Regions from separate parts of the Mus musculus genome. Here region 2 is linked to region 1. The links are chromatin contacts, called in public Hi-C maps. All regions are on one chromosome and are shown on one strand. Each heading gives the region's core, a stretch centred on a gene start, on an enhancer-like site or on the middle of the called end of the contact. The rest is flanking DNA. Distances are from core to core; before and after follow the strand shown. Region 1 holds the start of Prss22 (protease, serine 22). Region 2 overlaps Pdpk1 (3-phosphoinositide dependent protein kinase 1).

Region 1 (2,893 bases), core at 323-2,822:
TCATCTTGGCTGTTCCTGTAGTGACACCCACAATCATAGGAGGTGAAGAATGCACCACTGGGGTTCCTGAGGCCACACATTTTGCATGTTTGGGGTGGGGTGGGGCAGGGGTTCTCTGTCTCATCTTGCCTGCAGGTTAACCCTGGCCTGCCTGCCTCCTTCCCCATAGAACACACCTTAGTCTATTTGCAGTTCACAGTACCCAGGCAAGGTTATGTGAGTGTCACCTTGCCAGAGAGAGGGATACATGTGCTAACTGGGCCTAATACCACCTTAATCTCAAACAGTTGAGGTGGGCAACACAGGGACCTGCAGGGCCAGCTCTGGGCAACTTGGAGGCCCAGGTCAGGGAACTCCCAAGAGAGCTGCAGCTGGCCCAGAGGTGGGAAGAGATCAACCTCTCTTTCTTTCCCTGGGTTCAGTGTTACTGTAGCTGTTCCCACACTTATTCATGGTCTTTTCTTCAGAGTAAGTTTTGTGGGCTATCCCAAGGAGAGTCAGGCACCTCCGATCCTGCTGGGGGGGGCCACTAAGTTCCCACGTCAATCCAGTGAGCAGCCAGGCTACGATATCCCCGAACCAGCCCAGGTTTCTTGGGTGATGAGGGAGCTTGGGGACGGCACAAAGTGGGGTGCAGAGCCTCAGACTGCAGTACTATTTTCACTGAACCCATTTCCTCCACAGCCAGGTCTGATCCCAGGATCTAACCCTGGGGAGAGGAATACATTTGTTTGGGATGATGTCGCTGGTTCCTGCTTGACGTGAGGGTGTCATGAGTATAGGACACTTAGTCAGGACAATCCACACCAGCCTACAGCACCTAAGCTTCCCAAAGCCCAGCTCCCTGGTCCTTTGTGTGTGTGTGTGTGTAGGTCCCATGGTGTGAACGTGACCACAGGGTTAGTTCTTCCCAAGTGTGTGTGGGGCGCATAGGCTGTGGCTCTTGCTTTGGGCTTGGCCTGCTCCCTGGAGTTCAGGTGAGAAATGAGTCACCGGAGGGTCACCTACAGTGACAACTGAGAGGAAGTGCCAGGGACAGCTTGGCCAAATGGCCAAGAGGCCATTATGCCCGTCCCTTTGGGGCCTGAGTCACAGCTTTCGGGGAAGTGGGCTAACGGGATTCCAGGGCCCCAAGTGTCTGTCTTGAGTCATGGAAGCAACCAGGGCCCTGGACATGGGCCGTTAAGGAACAAGGTCCCCCTGGCAACCCCAGCCATTTCAGACTGAGTCACTTCCTACCCCAAACAGTCTGCAAACTACAGGGCTCTTTCTCTGTTTACCTGGGAGTCAGTGTTAAAACCATGCCCTAGGCAGTCAGCAAGTCTCTACTTTCCCCCCTCACCCCCCAACCCCCCATGCAGGGTGACCCCGGGCATACAACTGATCTGGAGACCCCCATCCAGTCTCCTGGTAGCATCCCTAGAACCCAGTAACTGGTTGCTTCCTTCTGGCAACCCCACCTCCTCCTTGACCCACAGTCTGGGTGGCCCAGTCTCAGGCACCTGGGGGACTGGTCCAACAGCATTCTTCCTCACAGGATAAAACCTGGGGCAACCTGTAGGGAACCCTACACACTACAGCCACCCGTCCTGCCAGTCTCAAGCAACACAGCCCTTAGGTCCTTTGAGCCGGCCAGCAGCCTTGCTGGGTCTCCACCCATACCAGCAATGATGATCTCCAGACCTCCCCCAGCACTGGGTGGGGACCAGTTCAGCATCTTAATCCTTCTGGTGCTGCTGACTTCCACAGGTGAGCCCCAAGGGCCTGCTGCTCCTCCTCCCCACATCCTCTCTTCCCTCCTCCTCCTTCCCACAGTCACCTCCTCTTCGCCAGCTCAGCTCAGCTCCTTCCCTTGAGTTCCGTCTCTCTTCTTTCCTCTGTTGCCTTTCATCATCGGCTCCCCATGCCTGTCTCCGTTCTCCTTCCTCTGGCATGTGGTCTGCCTCAGTTTCCCTAGCAGCTATGAGGATTGAATGCATGTGAGTGCTCTGGTCTCAGTGCCTGCTCAGGAGCGCCTCTCACCGCTTCCCTGTGCCCTCCATCTCCTGTTTCCTCTTCCTCCTCTATTTCCATCTTGGGTCTCCTTCTGTTCTGGAATAGGAAGGCAGCTGCCTGGGCTTTCATGGGAGCTGGGGGAGAAAACCTGGGTGACAGTGTGTGTGTGTGTGTGTGTGTGTGTGTCTGTGTGTGTGTGTGTGTGTGTGTGTGTGTGACAGGTGGTGGAGCAGCGAACAGTGCTGGAGGGCCCAGGCTGAGTCTGTTTGGGAAGGTGGGGGAGTCCCCAGGCATGGGGCACAGGGCTCCTCACCACTTTCTTTATTCTCTTGCTCTCAGCTCCCATCAGTGCTGCCACCATCCGAGGTGAGTGTGATCAGGTTGCCTGGCTGGGTGGGGGTGGGGCAGTGGTGTGGACAGTCTTTGTATCTGACTCTATAGGGTAGGTCAGTGTGGGGACCCCAGTCACAGGGGAGCATGAGATTGAAGAGGATGGGATGGATACAGGCAAGAGGAGTTGTGTGGGTGGGTGGGGCTTAGGAAGGTGATGAATCTAGAGAAGGGAGGACAGAAGGGTGAGGGACCAACAGAACCAAAAAAATAAAGGTTAAGGGGAGTGGGAGGGAAGGCCAGATAAAGGAGAGAAGAAGGCAAGGGCCAGTCCCTGATAACTAAAGGGGACAGGGACAGGGCAGGCAGGCACTCTCCCTGCAGCAGCAGGCTGTGCTGGACACATGCTGTGCTGGGCACAGGTTTGAGGCCTTGCAGGGGGGTTGACAGGCAAGTCAGAAGACAATTGTGTCTACTGAGATGACAGAAGATGCCATCCCTTGTGCCAGTGTCCCCAGACTGTGGGAAGCCTCAGCAGCTGAACCGGATTGTGGGAGGTGAGGACAGC
Region 2 (3,261 bases), core at 449-2,948, 120 kb before region 1:
AAAGATTGATCAACAAGGGCAACAGCTAAAAGCTTTGAGCTGAATATTTCTCAGGGCCAGCTTATAGAGGCCAAAACCACAAAACTACAATGAGCTCATACACAGGTGCTAGAAGTGCTACCTGGTGGTCAGCCCTGACTCAAGCCATTTTAGAAATAACAGTTGGAGCTGGAGAGATGGCTCAGTGGTTAAAAGCACTGCTGCTCTACCAGAGGTCCTGAGTTCAATTCCAGCAACCACATGGTGGCTCACAACCATCTGTAATGGGATCCGGTGCACTCTTCTACTGTGTGTCTGAAGACAGCTGCAGTGTACTCATATAAATAAAAAATAAATAAATCTTTTTTTAAAAAAAGAAGTAACAGTTCAGATTGACCGTTGATGGGTCCTATGTGAAGCCGATAGTTGTGAAATTTCTTAAGATTAACAAACCTCAGAACACAACAGGGTATGTATGTGGTCAACCTGACCCTGTTCTGTGTCAGTGACTGGCAGGCATATTACCGTAACAATATGAAATAGCTGACAGGCATGGAACAAAATGACTATAGCTATGCTAGGGAAGTAGCCTTCAATAGGATTAAAGGCATGGGCTGTCATGACTGACCTGATTTTTTTTTTTTTCCTTTTAAATACCTGAGAACCATCTTGTTCAGGAACATCACTACCCAAGCCTCTCTCGTTGGGCAGACCAGGCTGCCCATGCATGGTTAACTTGCTACCTACCAGGTATTTAGGGACTGAGGTGCTTTACCAATGTATGGTTCTACAGTTAGCAAAAATAAGCCTTTATGTACCTAGAAATTAGTCTCTACCAGAGGGTTAGTGAAGCTACTGTCTGAAGCTCCAGAAAACTTCTGATATGTGACTTGAGATAAGGCAGAGAAGAAACCCGCCAATTATTTGTTTTCTTTTGCCTTCATATTTGTTTGTATCAGTGTGTTTGCTGATCAAATGTTTGTTACGTTTAGCAATTTTGAGCTGCTTCATAGATTGATAATTTCTTAAAACACTCAGCAGAGCAATGTGTTGCATTCTTCTATTGAGTCTGGTTTTGGTGGACACAGGAGTAGTTTGCCAACATGTATGTCTATGTATTACATGCATGTTTGGTACCCTCAGAGGCCAGAAGAGGGCAACAGATCCCCTAGACCTGGAGTTAGGTGGTTGTGAGCCAGCATATGGGTGCTGGGAACCAAGCCTGTATCCTAAAAATGCATCCAGTTCTCTTAAGTGGTGAGCCATCTTTTCATTCCCATGACCCTCTGTATTTTCATCTAAGAATGAATATGTCACCAGGCATGGTAGTGCATGCCTTTAATCTTAGCACTTGGGAGACAGAGGCAGGTAGATCTCTGTGTGTTCTAGGACAGCCAGGCTTACAAAGAGAAAAACCCTGCTTCAAAAAACCAAATCAAACCAAAACCAAACCAAACCAAAGAAACAAAAAAAAGTATCTCATTAATTTTCCATGAATTTCTATTTAAATTTTTTTTACTACTTTTGTGTATGTGAACAAACATGTGCCATAGCATATGGTGTATTTCCTGTTCTGCTCAGGTACATGAATCTGGGAGAGCAGAGCCTAAAAATGAAGTGGACTAAAGTCTCATGCAATTGCCAACTTTATTCAGAGTTAAGAGGAGTCACCTGAGCAAAGTGTACAATCACAAGTACAAAAACCGCACATGGCAAAACCAGGTTTTTCTGTATGGACATAATGAATAACAACAGCTGGAGTCAACTCACTTGTATCCGGAGGAGACAAACACATTCCAAGAATAATTCCAGGCTATTGAAGAAACTGTAGTCAGAAGACTCTTGCCATGGTTTCTTTTCTCACAAGCACTCAGAATTCTTGGCTTGTGCTTAGATGGGTAAAACTCAGAGGACAGCTTGTAGGAGTCGATTCTCTCTTTCCTATGTGGGTTCTGGGGACATCAAAGTAAGGTCATCAGGTTTGATATGGCAAGCACCTTTACCCACTGAGCTATCTCACTGGCTCAGAGTTTCTGCTTCCTGAGAGTGAGATGGTTGAACTCAGTACTTGGGGTGGGGGGTGTCTGACCAGTTGCAAGTCCTCAGAGAACGTCAAGTGTATTCTACCAGTTCACTTAGAACCAGGATACCAAGGCATAGTAGGTAGGAGACTCCAGGAGGGGAGGTGCCACACTGACTTGTCCATATCTGGTATGAAATTGCCAGTGAGGCAGGCTGAACCTGCTGCTGCTCCTGCTGCTGCTCCTGTTCCTCCTCTTTCTCTTCCTCTTCCTCTTCCTCCCTCTCCTCCTCCTTTTGGTGGTGATGGGAGTGGTGGTTGTGGTAGGGTTTATCTCTGTAGCCCTGATTATCTTGGAATGTATCCTGAGACCTGACTGGCCTAGAGACCTCAGAGATCTACCTGTCTCTGCTTCCCAAGTTATGGGAATTAAGGCATGTGCCAACATGTCTAGCTGAAGCTTCCATTCTTAATTGCAAAAGTGAGTGACTAGGAATTAGGGTTTTTATTTTGTTTCTTTTGTTTTTCGAGATAGGGTTTCTCTGTAGCTCTGACTGTCTTGGAACCCACTCTCTAGACCTGGCTGACCTCAAACTCACAGAAATTCACTTGCCTCTGCCTCCTTAGTACTGGGATTAAAGGTATGTACAACCACCACCTGGCTGAGAATGTGGTTCTGGAAACAACAAGGTGTCTGTAGGACAGGCATAGGTTTGTTTGCTTGTTTATTTATTTATTTAAGACAGGGTTTCTCTGTGTAGCCCTGGCTGTCCTGGAACTCACTCTGTAGACCAGGCTGGCCTCGAACTCAGAAATCTGCCTGCCTCTGCCTCCAGAGTGCTGGGATTAAAGGCGTGCACCACCACTGCCTGGCTGGTTTATTTATTTTTATGTGTATAAATATTTTCCCTGTGTGCATATATGTGCACCATATGTACATCTGTTGGATTTCCTAGAACTCGGGTCAGAGATCTTTGTGAGCCACAATATGGATGCAGGGAATCAAACTGGGATCCTCTGGAAGAGCAAGCAGCCAGTGATCTTAACTGCTGAGTCATCTCTCCAGCCTTGAGGTGTTTTTGTTTGTTTGTTTGTTTGCTTGCTTGCTTGCTTGTTTTGTTTGCTTTTGATGAGATCTTGTCGTATAGCCTTGGCTGTCCTGGAACTCTCTATGTAGACCAGGCTTGGTCCTGGTCCATCTGCCTCTGCCTCTGGAATGCTGAAATTAGAGATTTTTTATTATTGTTTGTCTTTGAAATGTA

The links. A called contact is a pair of places that touch in the nucleus more often than the background predicts.
Region 2: a Hi-C map of nephron progenitors shows a contact between it and region 1, with 2.7 times the contacts expected there. The contact joins the enhancer-like site here to the promoter of Prss22 in region 1. A contact is called at or near these places in 5 of 39 promoter capture datasets (3T3-L1-derived adipocytes, the C10 cell line, the HPC-7 cell line and 2 more), 2 of 15 datasets of contacts at CTCF or cohesin (CD8 T cells and the NIH/3T3 cell line), 1 of 484 Hi-C or Micro-C datasets (nephron progenitors), 1 of 115 datasets of contacts at active chromatin or transcription factors (effector CD8 T cells) and 2 of 9 other capture datasets (adipose tissue and liver).

What each region holds. Positions count from the first base shown.
Region 1 is chr17:23,996,779-23,999,671 of GRCm38.p6, reverse strand. Prss22 (protease, serine 22) reads left to right here and starts at 1,572. Exons shown (of 6, transcript NM_133731.2): 1 at 1,572-1,749; 2 at 2,335-2,361; 3 at 2,835-2,893. The coding sequence starts at 1,668.
Region 2 is chr17:24,119,913-24,123,173 of GRCm38.p6, reverse strand. The region is part of intron 1 of Pdpk1 (3-phosphoinositide dependent protein kinase 1); the gene reads left to right. Among named protein-coding and RNA genes, the nearest start is that of Gm33409, 20 kb to the left of the region's middle. Within about 2 kb of position 1,698, at least 13 of the 459 cell types and tissues checked have an H3K27ac peak or open chromatin away from gene starts, as enhancers often do.